Regions from separate parts of the Ovis aries genome. Here region 2 is linked to region 1. A link is a contact called in public Hi-C data. All regions are on one chromosome and are shown on one strand. The core of a region is the stretch at or near the end of the contact, and the rest is flanking DNA. Distances in the headings are between cores, read along the strand shown.

Region 1 (7,254 bases), core at 2,709-5,208:
TGCTTTGTCATCTGAGCCATGCCCTTTGCACTGATCTGGCTGGTTTGCACTTGGAAATCTCAAGGACAGCCCCAGTCATCCACCACGGTCCCAGATGCGTGAACATGTCTGCATGCTTTCCTTCACCTTGGTCTACTCTGGTCATGTCTGTGACACTTCGGGCATCGCCTGCCCTCTCATGGGATGGCCGGAGACCATTTAGTGCTTGCTTCTAGACCGTGTGATCCTGGGCATCCGTAAGGAAGAAGGCCCACCCAGGGCCCCATTTACTGTTGCCCAAGCAGCAGTCTGGACTTGGGAAAGAGCTAATCTCAGTGTTGTTTCCATGGCTCGTTAGATAAAGTGGATGACCCAGTGTGCAACGTTCAGATCGCAAGGATGCTGGAGCTGCCTGCCATCTACAGGAAAGTGTATGACCAGCCCTTCCACAGCCCTGCCCTACAGGAAGATGAGGCACTGAGGTAAGGCATGGACTGCAAGTGCTGTGGGTGTGAGCCAGCCAGTGGGATCCCAGGTGCTGGCGTGGGCCTGAGCCGGCCACTCCCTCCCTGTGGGGCCCCAGGCAAGTCTGTCACTGTCCAGATGCCTCCGCGTCCTCATCTGTAACACGAAGGAGGTCACAGTGCAGATGTTCTGAGGTGCTGGGAAGGAACATACATGTGTGATTGGAATCTCTGAAGGAGTGGAGGGGGGAGCAGAGAAAAAATAATTGAAAAATTCGCGGATGAAAATTTCCCAAGTCTGATAAGAACTGAACACTCACAGATGATCTAAGAAGGTCCATGAACCCCAAGAAATCTGAAGAAAACTGCACCAAGGCTCACTGTGATCAAGGAAACAATACCTCAGCCAGAGAGGAGTTTATTCTCTTTGAGAGAGGGACAAATAATCAGGAGGAGTCAGAATATATGTGTGTTTGTAACTCTATGCCTCAAAGAACTCAGAGAAGACAGAAATAGCCATAGTGGCTGCTGGGGGTGGGTGGATGGGGGCCGGGAGGAGGGTGGAAAGGAGACTCTTTACCGTGTATCCTTTAACCTTATAGACATACTTATAGATTACATATTCCAAAAACTTACTTTAAAAAATCCCCAAACTAGAGACCTGTGTAAACAGTGGAAGTTCTCCATTTTCCTGTCTCCCGCCTCAGTGCCATTTCCCAGAGGTTACCACGGTGCAGGGTCGCAGCGTGTATCCTGTTAGGCTTGTTTGTTCTCCGCACACACAAGCATGCGTATCCACCCGCGTATGTTGTGGGTTGTCATTTGCTTCTTGACAAAAATGGCACTGTCCTTCACATACTGTTCTTCAGCTTGATTTTTTTTTTTTCTTAAATCACAAATATCAGTTCCCATAGTTCTGCCTCATACTTTTAAATAACCATGCAGTGTTCACTGCGTGCGTTGCCCCTTATGTGAAAAACACACGTCCTTTTGACACGTCACTTGCTAGCCATTCGTGTGTGCACGCTCAGTCACATCCGACTCTTTGCAAACCTCTGGACTGTAGCTCGCCAGGCTCCCCTGTCCATGGGATTTCCTAGGCAAGAATACTGGAGTGGGTTGCCATTTCCTTCTCCAGGGGATCTTCCCAACCCAGGGATCGAATCCACATCTCCTGCATTGGCAGGTGGATTCTTTACCACTGAGTCACTTGGGGATCCCGTTTCAGGTTCATGCACGTTCAAAAGGAACAAACGTAATATTAATAGTTTTCTGCAAGTCTTGTTCAAACTTTCCCCCAGCAGCAATCCTGGCACCCTGGACCTTGACAGTCTCACATGTCTGCTGAGTGAAAAGGCCAAAGAGTTCCTTGTGGAGAACAGAGTGCAAACCTTTTACCAGCAGGAATTGGAAACTGTGGAGTCCCTTCTGTCCCTTGCCAACCAGCCTGTGATTCACAGCGCCTGCTCTGGGCAAGTAAGTATGGCGTGCCCACGTGAGAAATCAAGGCCCCTGCCCCAGATCTGCAGTTGGAGAGTGTGGGTAGACATGACTGTGGCATTAAGACTCACAGGGTGTACTCAGAGTGTGGAGGTTATGTTGATTCTATTCTGGAAAGGTCACTGACCACTGAGAATTTGAAAGGAGAATGGACGTGCCCTTTTCCCCTCCTTAATCTCATGAAGCTTAATCTTTGGGTAGGAAAAAAAAAACAGTCTAAGGTTCATAGTACTTCGTATTCACTGAGATAGACATTTAATTTCAGCAAGAACCAAAGAAGGGGGAAATAGATGAGAAGAACTGATTATTCTTGCAAAATTATTTTTTGAACAGCAAGATGATTCTTGAACTTCAACCAAGGTTCTTAATGACTTGCTCTCTCTTCTCCATAGTAAGGTTAACTTGTCCTGTGTTAGGAGTTTGAATAAAGAACAAGTTGTATTCAGTCTGGTTTATAAACAAAAATTTTAAGAAACACTCAAATAATTTTTTATTTGTCCTAGAAATAGCAATCCCTGTTTTTTCACCCACAGTGTTATAGGGTGAACTTAAGTTGTTTGGTCTTTACTTATTGGCCTGGAATTAAAAATTATCTGAGACTTTGCTTTTAGGCTTTCCCTTTCAGCACAGTTCCTCAGTTTTTTCGTTGTTGTAACACGACTTGTATTTGTTTGTTCCACCGGGAATGATCTCTGCTTGAATGTCACCTTCTTGCCCTCCCTGACCTTCTCCTCTAATAGTCATCAGCTTCCTCACCGTGTTATGACCCTGTTACCACATCTCGTGATAACACTGGTATTTATTTGTTTGGCTGTCTATTCCTCCACCAGAATTTAAGTTCTCTAAGAGCAGAGGCTTTGTCTTGTCTCTTTCTTTGCTGTCTAGAAAGGGCCTGGAACAGAGCTGGTGTAAAGTATGTTCTCCACAGTTATTTGTTGATAGAAAGAATGAATGGTTTTAAAAATTCAGGTAGCTCAGAAGTTAATCCCCTGGCAGTCCAGTGGTTAGAACTCGGAGCTTTTTCTGCCAAGTGCCCGGGTTCAATCCCTAGTTGGGAAGCCAAGATCCCACAAGCGTTGCTGCATAGCCAAAAAATAAAAGGAAACAAGCAACAAAAATTAAATAAAATAGAAAATAAAAATTCAAATAGTCCCTGAAAGTATCTAGTTTTCCCATCCTCCCTCCTCCTCCCCTTTCACTAGAGACAAGTGCCATTGCTAGGCTCATGAATATCCTTCTGCGATAATCTGCACACATAAACTAGAGGTAGTTGTATCCTTTCTTTTACACAAATGGTATCCTACTTAACACTGTACCTACGTAGCTTTTCATTGTGTGTGTGTCCTGTAGGTCCTTTCCCCAACCATGTGAACATATTTGCCAGTCCATAATGATCTTTTACTATGTGTACCGTAGTTTCTTAAGGGGTCTGGTCGTTCCTGGACTGTTCAGAGTTTTCTAGTCTTTTGTCGTTGGCAGCAGGGCTGGCGTGGTAACCCTTGCGAGGCAATATGATTATTCTTCACCATTCCGACGGAGGGCTTCCCTAGTGGCTCAGTGGTAAAGAATCCGCCTGCCAATGCAGGAGACGTGGGTTCAGTCCCTGGGTCCAGAGGATCTCCTGGAGGAGGAGATGGCAACCCACTCCAGTCTTCTTGCCTGGGAAATCCCATGGACAGAGAAGCCTGGCAGGCTGCAGTCCACGGGGTCGCAAAGAGTCAGACACAGCTAAGCGACTAAACAACAACAGCATTCTGGTGGAACAGATACCAGGTCCCCATCCCCACCTTGAGTGCGACCACTGCTTCTCAGTTTCGTTCGTGAACCTAATTATCTCTTCCTGGCACCAGGCCGCATGCCCAGTGACCCGCAGTTTCATACACGGAGGTGAGGGATACCGTTTCAGGAAACACCGAGGTGGGGTGGGTCAGGGCTGGCCGCTTTGTTCTGCACCGCTGTGGCTTCTGCACAGGGCTAGCTCCCCAGCTGTCCACTGACAGCACAAGTGACCTTCCTCCCACTTAATCATTTAGAAGAGGCTCAGTGCCAGCTTGGCCTCCGAGGACTTCTGAGCACTCTCTTGGCATGTTTAGAAGGAAACTTTGAAGCTTAGCAAAGACCACATTCTTCCTGTGAGCCAGCTCTTCTGCGAGAATTCAGTAGGGAGAACTGAGGACTAGAAAGCCCCTCCATTCAGAACATTCCAAAGGGGACTTTTGGCATGATTATCTTTTTGTAAATGTTCAGAGCAGAAATCCGTGCCTGCCCGGTGCTGTATGTTTAAAAAGCAATGAATATGGCGCTATATCTGTTTTGTCTCTGGAAGCTCTTTTTCCATCAATTATGAATTATTCTCTTACATGGCTCTGGTTGGGGAGGTCAGTGTTGTGACACTGAATTCTGTTCACTAGAGCCTGGGAGACCTAAGACGCTTCACAATGATGGTGAAACCCTAGATCCTTTGGCACTTTCTGTAGTCATACAGATGAAAGCTTAACAACAACAGAAAATCGTTGTGATCGTGTTATACGTGAGAAGGTGGGAAGAGTGGGTTTGAATGTTTTCCTCCTTTCTTTTTTTGTCCATGGTGGCCCATCTTAGCACATCCAGAAACATGATAAGCAAACTTGCAAAACCATTGTTTCTTTGACAGCTGGATAAATGTTGAGTTTGTTTGGGAATGAAGACTATATATATACTTCAGAGATCCACCCAGTTCCTGACCCGCCACAAGGAGAGGCCTGCGGAGGCTTAGCCCGTTCAGCCAGTCACTGGTTTTGTTTCTGAGCAGTTTCGATTTCCTGAATGGGATGAGTCTGTCACTGCTCTTTAGAAAAGACAAGACAGATACACCTCTCAGGCCAGGGAAACCTCCTAGCTACAAGGGCCACTGGGGTTTTATCCTCAGGACCATGTCTTTACAACCAGCAGGGAATTACATCCCAAGGTCAGCTGAGGCAAATGTTTTTGGAAAGGAAGCTTCACGCATTGTTGATATTTACAGAGAGCCTTTTCTGCTGGGCCCCTCTGGTTCACAGCTGAAACTGCTGTTACTCTCCCATGCCTCACACCCTCCCTTCCTGCTGCTCCGTCTCACTGAACTCGGGGAGGAGGAACCGGGCTTCCTGTATGGTCTGGGGATAATCAACAGTCATTTTCAATGACAGGAATAACCACGTAAAAGCATTTCTAGTCAGTTTCCAATTTACTCCTATATTGGTAAGAGGTAGAATAAACTCAACCCTTAGGATCTTTCTATTAAAGATGAATCACCTTAGAATTATGAAGATAAAGTAGTTGTATAGAGTTGTGGTGGGGGAGCCTTTGTTGGGTTGATCATTGCTTTTCCTAAGTAAGAGCACTCATGTATGAAATTAGAAAAAGCTCTCCCCCAGCTCCCCCCTGAATAAAAAGGCATGTGGCCGAGGATGGCTGGATGAGGTGTTTATTCTAAACATACCCAGATAGCTTTTCTGCCTGTGGGAGTCATCAAGTATTTCTCAACCTTATTCTCCCTTCAGAGAATTGGATGCTGTCATTACCTGAAATGCTTGTCAACTCTCAGACCCAGGTTCTAATGCCGAGGTTCCCTAGGCCTGTTCTGTTGAGGAAAAAAACCCTCGACTCTGAATATAATCAAGAAAGTTAGACTCTTCTCTTCAGCCCAGGAGAGCATGTTTCTGAAACGTCGCCAAGATCTATTAAATTCAAACTATGTTGTCTGGGAGGCCTCTCCTAGGAAGCAAAGGTTTCTTTCAGGATGGAATTGTCAATACTGGAGGCCATGTTGGGGTGCATTTTCTCTACCTGTCACTTTGAAGGAACATCATAGAAAATCTGAGGTACACTTTCTGTTTCAGCATCTGTGGGTGCTGTCCCATTAGAGAGGCAGGACTTTGCCTTCGCTTTGCCATGTTTTTCTTTTTTTAGGCTCTCTGAACTTTTTTGTTTACAGATTTCTCTCACATTAAAAATGGGTCTGGGGGCTTCCCTGGTGGTCCAGTGGTTAAGACTTTGCCTTCCAGTGTAGCGGGTGTAGGTTTGATCCCTGATCGAGGAGCTAGGATCCCACATATCTCATGGCCAAAAAGCCAAAAATGTAACATTGTAACAAATTCAATAAAGACTTTTAAAAAATGGCCACATCTTAAAAAAAAAAATGGGTATGTACCTTGAAGGACAGGTATTACTCACCACTTCCTTTGTTTCAGGGAGGAACTGAAAATCCCTAGTGGAATAGTTAGAAAGCTACTTCCTGTCTCTACAGGGTATTTCTTTCCACTGGTGGCACATACATCTTTTTGGTCACCCACTGTGTGTCAGGGAGCAGGTGGCCGAGATGAAGCACAGAGTCCCCAATTCAAGAAGCCCGCAATCTGATTAACCATGGTGGGATGTGGTGGAAAACGTGGCTTCCTTGAAATAAGAAGTAGGATGACCTGGTAACCTCTGTAGGCACACTTAGAGAAGGGAAGGGATACCGAAGTTGAAGAGAGAGCAACCTAATATTAGCCTCGTGCCTCTCTTGCTTCCCCTGGGACCCTGTCTGCCTTCAGCCCATGGCCCCTCCCCTTTGATAGGTCTCTGCACGGCTGTTTGCCTTCACTATCCTCTATTTGAAATAAGGAGTCTATTTAATACTCTCTATGTGTTGGAATCCCTAACCTATTTCAACGTGTATTAAATTCTTTGATGTCCTTAGGAAGAAGTGGCATTATTGTTGTTCATTCACTAAGTTGTGTCCATCTCTTTGCGACCCCGTGAACTGCAGCACACCAGGCTTCCCTGTCCTTAACCGTCTCCTGGAGTTTGTTCAGACTCCTGTCTATTGAGTCCGTGATGCCATCCAGCCATCACACCCTCTGTCGTCCCCTTCTACTCTTGCCCTCTATCTTTGCCAGCATCAGGGTCTTTTCCAATGAGTCGGCTGTTTGTATAAGTTGGCCAAAGTATTGGAACTTCATCTTCAGCATCAGTCCTTCCAATGAATATTCAGGGTTGATTTCCCTTATATCTATATAATATATATACACATATGTATATATGAAAATCTTTCATTTTTTTATGCAGAACCATAGATTCTATACATATTGACTCACTTTTTAAATTAAAATTGTGGCCATATGTAAATTGGATTATTTACAAATTTTAATATTGTAAATAAGTTGTTATAAAATTTAATATTGGCCATATTAAAATTGATAAAACAGTTTTAATCAAAGAAGTGAGCCAATGTGTATAGAATCTTTTGTTCTGTATAAAAAAAGATTTTCATCTTGATTTTTCCATTTCCTATCATTGAGTTAAGTTA
Region 2 (7,534 bases), core at 1,484-3,983, 69 kb before region 1:
CCTTTTTCGTGCCTTACATTTATTATTTCCTTTAATTCTCACATACTGAGGAGTAGGTTTTACTGATGAGAAAAACGAGACATGGAATGATTAAGTAACTTACCCAACGCAAGAGGTTGCTATTGAGGGAGCCAAGATACAGTCCAACTCCAGAGCCAGTATCTTAATGCTACACTGTTTCTATTCAATAAAACATTCATACCATGAAAACTGCCCATAATCACCTACTGCCTTCTAACTTCCAGATCCCAGATGCCTTGAGGATCTATTACGCCTTTCCTAGATAGCTGTATATTGACACAACATTAATGAGTAAAGGAATCTAAACATTTAGGGAAATCGATGATTTTCCAGGTAGGAAAAAGGAGGTCCAGAGACATTAAGTGTCCTGTCTAAGACCTCAAAGCTCGTCTGTGACAATCAGCAATAAAACACAATTCTTAACTCCCAGAAGCATCTTCCCATTGCACTAAAAGCCCGTCTACCACACATCTATACTGAAAGCTCCTGTTGAAATCCATACCCTCCACAATAGGTACTGAAGTTTACTCTGTCAACTTTCACAGCACACAAGAGCATCAACAGCACTCACAAGCAGGTAACACACATTCTTTCACTTCAACAAATATAAAGAGAAATGCACTATGTGCTAAGGCAATAGAAGTAACCCGAATGTATACCATAATTGGGCCCCTGGTCTTATCATAATAACATAAACACATTAACATGTGTCAGGTGCCATAGGAGCAATATGAACAATGTGTTTTGAAAGCACACAGAAAAGAGAAGATATTTCAGACTAAGCAGGCGGGCTTTGAGATGTGTCAGAGCCAGTGCAAAGGCAGGGTGGGATGGTGCTTAGAAAGAAGGAAAAATGCTATCACTTCTACCACCAGAGGTTTAAGCTAAAAAAAAAAAAAAAAAAAAAAAAGCAGTAATCATAAACACAGGGTCAGAAGGGTTGAGTTCAAATCTAGGCCGTGACTGGTGTGAATGTGAACAATTTCTGTGTCTCAGCATCCTCATCTATGAAATGGAGATACTAGTGACCTGCATGTCTCCCAGGACTTTTGTGGGGGCCAAATTACGAGTAAGCTAAACATAAGTTATTTATATTTCACATCTAGGCAACCCTGTGGGTCCTTCCCCTTAAAAACTGTCTCATGAAAACCTCACCCTTCGGATGAAAATATTCCAATGACATCATTCATATACTCCTTACAGGATAGTAAACATTTAACACAAATGCCCTCAGACTGAAACAGCAAACTTCCTTCTACTGAAACGAATATCTGGGTATAAAAAATATTTGTGTATATATATCGGGGGGTATGTGTTTTTTCATTTCTTAGGCCCTGGAATGGATTTCTAGTCAATGCTTATTATATTTAGAAACTAGTATCAGATGCAGGTTTCCTTCTGGAAATTTTCTATCAACCAACTCAAGAATAGTCTGCAAGTAGCAATGGCTTTGCTCTCATCCCAAGAGACTGGTTATGCATAACCTATACATACAACCAAATACATACCCTGGACCCCAAAAGGAAACTATTTTAGTATAAGCATATATATGAATGCAAACAGCTTTAAAGAAAAATAGAAATCCACTTTAAATGAATGCAAACAGCTTAACAGAAAAATAGAAATCCACTTTAAAATATGAGTTTCTGATATGAAAACATTTCAGGGCCAAACCAGACCCCTCCTTTTAATGAAAGAACACCCTCATTTCCTTTAACGATGAACAGAGTAGACTGCATCTCTTGTCTCCCTTTGGCAACCATTCTTTAAACTACATCCAGGCCCTATTTGGTTCAACCTTAAACCCTACGTCTTAGCTACTCCTCGGATGGTAACCTAAATAAAGTTTCAACGTACGTTTACGAAGTCAAAAGAAGGTCCCAAAGACAGGAACGGGACGCGAGAGCAAGAAATCCTCGTGCCACTCCCGGCCGCTGGCTGTTTGATCTCTCAAGTGTAACTTCCCTTTTCTCCCTCTTACCTTGTACACTTTGCCAAAGGCTCCGTCGCCCAATTCTCCTATAATTTCCCAAAACTCCTCCGGGTTCAGGTCCCTCTTCACATGTTCGTACTGCTTCTTCTTCTTATCGCTCCCCAACTTGAAGATCTTACGGAAATTGAAGAAGGACATTTTTCCTCCCCAACAGAGTTCCTCACACTTAAGGATCAAAAACAATAAGAGGCAAAGTTTCTCCTCCCTCGTCTCCCGCGCGAGCCCGGCGGGCGGCGGCGGGCGCGGGCAGTTCGGGCTCCCGCCGCTCCGGCCAGGCGGTCCCGGGGGAAGGCGGGGCGCGACTCCCCCTCCGGCCCACGGGGTGGGGGCGCTGCGCGGGCGGCCCCTCCGCCGAGCCCGGCCCGCGAGCTGCACGGCTTAAACGCCTGGCCCCCGGCCGGCCCTCGTGGGGCGGCACCTGCCCCGACGCTCGTCCCCACCCGGCCCGGCCCGACGGGTCCGAGCGGTCCGGACGCCAGCGGCCGCGGCGGTTAGGCCCTTGTCAAAGCGAGTCTCCAGGGGCGGCGGCTACTCCGGGCTAGGGACGCAGCTGGCGGCTCTGAGGCGAGCAGTCGGCTGGCCGAGCTCTCCCGCCCCGGGCCGGAAACCCCGGGTCTCCTCTGCAGCAGTCCGCTCCCGCGGCTCGAGGCCCGCGCGTCCCCTGGGCTCTGGGGCGCAGCCGCCGCCGCCTCGCTCCCTCCCGAGCCCACGCAGCCTCTGCCTGGAGCGCGCGCCGACGCCGACGCCGCAGCGCGCCCGCCAGCTCCCCCGGCCGCGCGCTCGGCTCTCCGCGCGCTCGCGCGGGGGTGGCACCTCTGGCCCCGCGCACGCGCGTTGAGTCCCGCAAGCTGGCTGCCCAAGAGGCTTGCGGGCGCCCTGCTCCCGGTGCGATGTGGATTATAGAACGGGTAGCGGGTTGATGGTTCCTCGGGGTTTGCCCTCCAAGCCCCAAATCCTTGTCAGTCCACGGCTTTGGCGGAGTTGCCCTTTGCGCACGACCCTCTTAGTTGTGCTAGCGGATGTTGCCTCCATTCTGGATCTGGGAAAATCTGTGAAAAGAGTGAAAGCTGGGCTGCCCCGATCTGGACTTTTTCTCTCTCAAACGAGCCCCAGAATAGAGTGGGAGGGAAGAATATGCGATGGCTGTTTGCTTTGGATCCAGAATTTATCAGCTCTCTGACGTTGGGCGGGTAACCTCTCCGAGCCTCAGTTTCTTCATGATGAAGTCAAGGTCCTTGAAGTCCTGATCTGGGGATTGTGGCGAGGACTAAAGGCAATGGGAAAAATCCCTATGCTCTGTGCCTGCGCTGGTAAATGCTCAATTTCAATTCCTGCTGTTGTTAAAAATGTGCAAGTAAAATAGACATAAATATGTAAAAGTTAAGCCCACTTCTTAAGTGATGCCTAGGGCTTTCTTTTGAGGGTAATCTGTCTTCTTCTGGCCACTTCCATAGCCGTCATCCTGGTGTCGCCCTTCATGGCTCCATCTGAACCGCTAGCTAAGGCCTGCACTTCCTGACCTGCCTCCTACCCCCTTCTACAGCACTAGTGGAAGGCCACCTACTGTGGGCGCTGGCTAGGCTCTGTCAGATGGTGCCTTCCCATCCTCGAAAGAGAGCTCTTTCAAGACGGTCGCTGATGAGTCATCACGATATCCAGCTACTGTACCAACATTCCTGGCATATGATAGGTAAGCCCATCTCTTGAGTGAATGAATGAATGAACGTACGTGATCTGGAGCAGAAGACATATTGCTGTGTAACCCTACCAAATCATTTTGCCTTCCAATCCCAAAGTGACATAACAAAACCCGGCTTCTAGTAAGAGGGATATGGTGATTTTGTTTCTCAAGACTCTGTATTTTTTGATAGCCTTATCACCTATAATGGAAAAGAATAAAAACGAACATGTATATATAATATATATACGTATACCTGAATCACTTCACTGTACACCTGAAAATAACATTGTAAATCAACTATATTTTAATAAAAATTAAAACTAAAAAATAAGTCGTTATAAGGAATAAATAAAATTTAACTATATACTTTTGTGTTTTGACAAGCATAAACACCTGTGAAAACAATGCCGTAATTAATCTATTTTCAATTGCTATCATTTATGTAGGTGGCTTACATGAAAAGATAATATGTGCTCATTGTGGCAATTGAAGAAATACACAAGAAAATAAAAAATGTTATACTTCTACCATTTAGAGATAACCATTGGCAAGACTTCATCATATTTCCAAACAGAACTTTCTGGCCGTACATTAAATTTTTTTACATGGATAATATTATACTGCCTATAAAGATTTGAAACTTGTGCTCTTCATATTTCAGTGATTAATGTTTTCTCCCATCATGAGATATTTAATAGATTACATAATAACTTTTCTCTGTTTCAGATAAAACAGTAATGAATATCTTTGTTCACAGATTCTTTTCCACATATTTGATTATTTCCTTAGGATAAATTATAAGAAGTAGATTTGGGTCCAAGGATATATCTTTCCTTTATTTGTTCTTTTAAAAATAGAAAAACCTTTACCATTTTCTCAATTAAAAGATAGCATAGTCTTGTAAAACAATTCAAATGATGCAGAAATGATAAACTAAAGCTGTCTATAATTCTCCCTCTTGCTTTCACCCTACCCAACTTCACCCCCAACCTAACCATGTAAAGAGTTAAAACCTTATGAGCAGGAGGGAACTTTGAGTGGTAATAAAAAGGTTCTAAAACTGGATTGTGGTAATGATTGCAAAACTACAGGCATTTACCAAGAATCCTTGGATTGTAGACTTACAGTGGATGAATTTGGGGGTTCCCTGGTGGTTCAGATGGTAAAGAATCTGCCTACAATCCAGGAGAACTAAGTTTGATCCCTGGGTTGGGAAGGTCCCCTGGAGAAAGGAATTATACCAAAACAAAACCACTTTTAAAAAGTTATAGATATATGACCAAAAAAGTATGACCAAATTATTTTCTGTGCATATGATTTTTAATATAAAATGACATCTGATATGGATCATGGACATCTTTCTATGCCAGCACGAACAGATATATCTAATCCTTTTTAATAGGGACATAGAGTCCCAGTATATATAGCTCTACCATCATTTATTGAAGCATTTCTCCACTGGCAGGCATTTAGGTGGTTTCCAGTTTTTTGTCATTATAAACAACGCTGCAGTGAGCATGCATATACAAGCATCTTTGTGTATTTGTCTGATTATATTTCTTTAAGATAATGTTCAAGAAGTGGAACTGCTGACTCAAAGAACATAATTTAAAGTGCTTTTACCTGTTGCCAAATTGGCCTCCAGAAAGATTGTAGAGTGCTGCTCTCTGTTCCTACTAACAATCCATGTATGAGAATGTCAGTTCCACCAGACTCTCAATGGCACCAATCCATCTTTTTAAGCTTTGCCAAGGTAGTCCAAAATTATCTCTTATTGACATTTCTCTGATTCTTGGTGATGTAACCTTTGCAAATGTATACTGGCCACTTTTACCTCATATTTTATAAATTGTTTCATCATATCAATGAATAATATCAGATGACATTGTCATTATTGTATAAATGAGATGATCAAGAATCTCACTAACATACTTTGGTGAAATGATCATGGAGAGTTAATAATAGCTTTTATAGCTTTTCCATGGAGCTACACCCACAGAAATTATTTAATAATGCCAAGTGAGATGATATTTAAACAGATTCCAATTTTCCCAGTAATGACTAGGATTCCTGTAATATCTAGATGTTTGTGTTATCTGTAAAAAATAATTTGGCTCCCTTGAATTTTTAATCCTTTAAAAATTAAGCTTAAACAGTGACCACGTGGAAAAAAATATATATATGATATTCACTTAATACCCAATGTTTTGTCACTAACACTCACTTGGTAAGAGATTGGTAAGAGGAGAACTATCTTCACAATTTACCAGATCACTAATCTTCACTGATAACAGCAGGGATACCACTGAAAATTAGAAACTGAATATATACGGAGTACTCACTGCGTGCTGGGCACTGCGCTGTGTGGTCTATGCACATCATCTCATTTAAACCTCGTATCAACCCTGAGGTAGGTTCTGCGATAGCTCCCATGTAAAAGTGAGGAAAACTGAGACAGCATTAAATATAAACAGCAAGGTCATGGCCTCAAAGGGAGTAATGGAAGACTCGAACTTGAATGCAGATCTCAGGAAACCACTTCCTTAGCATTTAACAACTCCACTGTGACTCTGTCCTCGTCCTTACTGAGCTTCTGTAGCAGCTGTCGCACAGGATTGTTGTCTCTGCTATTTCTTTCTCCTTCCCTTTGTAACTTGAAAGCATCCTCTACTCATGGTCTCCACTTTGTGAGCTCCCAAACTCTGTGTGTGTGTGTGTGTGTGTGTGTGTGTATAAATATTTTTACATATGAATGTGTATTAGTGTGTGAAAGTGTATGGGTGCTGGGTATGTTTGAGTATGAGTGTGTATATGTTATATGTGTATTTGTGTGTGTGAGCATGTGTCTCTAAAGGGATGTGTATGTTTCTCCCTGTAGACTTGGAGGGCAGGGACTGTGTCTTGCTCATCCTTACACCCCCTGCATCTAGCCCAGTGTATCTGTCATATTCTATATATTTTTGTCGGATAATGAATGAAAATAAAAGAACTTTATACCTAGGAAAGCAAACTACATGCCAATTCCTTTTCCCTTCCTTTTTTCTAAGTTAAGCAGTAAATTTGCCAAGTCCTTTAAATATTGCTGTAGAAGTTACATGGAAGGAGCAAATACCTTTCGTGTACAAGTACCCTGTGGTATAAATACATTTTCCTATCCTTGTGGAGTTACAGTTTAGGAAGGAATTTTTTCAGGTATTTTAAGAAAGCAAACTGCAGTTATGACAATTATTCTCCTGAAATAGAATTTGTGTGTCATTCACGAAAATCCAAACCAGATTTTTGGTCATTTTTTCCTGTTTTAAAAGTAAACAAATTACCTGATTTAAGCTATTTTTTATTCAAAAAGGGAATCCAAAAATATCCTCCCTTCTCCTTCATCTCCCTTTCTGCGTCATATAGAGCTGTTACACTTACACTCCCACCCTTTCCTCATCCCTAGCCACTTCTGCTGAAATGAATCATAAGCATTTCATAGCGTAAAAAGTCTTAACATATTCAGATCTTTAGGAAATTTAAAAAAAAAACAACACTATACAGACGTATTTCTTTTACAAGTGGTATTCGAATTCCAATGTAAAAATCAAGACACCGTAATATCTTTTGAACTTTAAGGATTTGAATGATCCATATCAAATTTATTTCATTCAGACGTTAACTAGCCACATCATTCAGGCAACAAAGCCTGTGAAGTCAATCAAGCCTGTAAGGCTGATAGAAGTCAATCAAGCCTGTAAGGCTGATAGAAGCATTCGTGCTAATCTATTGCTTTATGCTTCTATGTATTACATTTCTTCTATCTTTGCTACATAAGATATATGTTGGGTGGGATTATTTTGAGG

Evidence for each region. A called contact is a pair of places that touch in the nucleus more often than the background predicts.
Region 2: a contact with region 1 is called in a Hi-C map of tail adipose tissue, with 2.4 times the contacts expected there. The contact joins the promoter of SLK here to the enhancer-like site in region 1. A contact is called at or near these places in 4 of 16 Hi-C or Micro-C datasets (blood, retroperitoneal adipose tissue and tail adipose tissue).

Annotation. Positions count from the first base shown.
Region 1 is chr22:24,147,090-24,154,343 of ARS-UI_Ramb_v3.0, reverse strand. It overlaps STN1 (STN1 subunit of CST complex), which reads left to right. Exons shown (of 8, transcript XM_060405175.1): 5 at 338-461; 6 at 1,748-1,919. Among named protein-coding and RNA genes, the nearest start is that of STN1, 22 kb to the left of the region's middle. Within about 2 kb of position 3,958, at least 23 of the 54 cell types and tissues checked have an H3K27ac peak or open chromatin away from gene starts, as enhancers often do. A contact at or near this core is called in tail adipose tissue, where this site is marked.
Region 2 is chr22:24,214,358-24,221,891 of ARS-UI_Ramb_v3.0, reverse strand. It overlaps SLK (STE20 like kinase), which reads right to left and starts at 2,733. Exons shown (of 18, transcript XM_004020169.5): 1 at 2,003-2,733. The coding sequence starts at 2,152. It overlaps LOC132658460 (a long non-coding RNA gene), which reads left to right and starts at 2,851. Exons shown (of 2, transcript XR_009598133.1): 1 at 2,851-3,324; 2 at 3,469-7,534.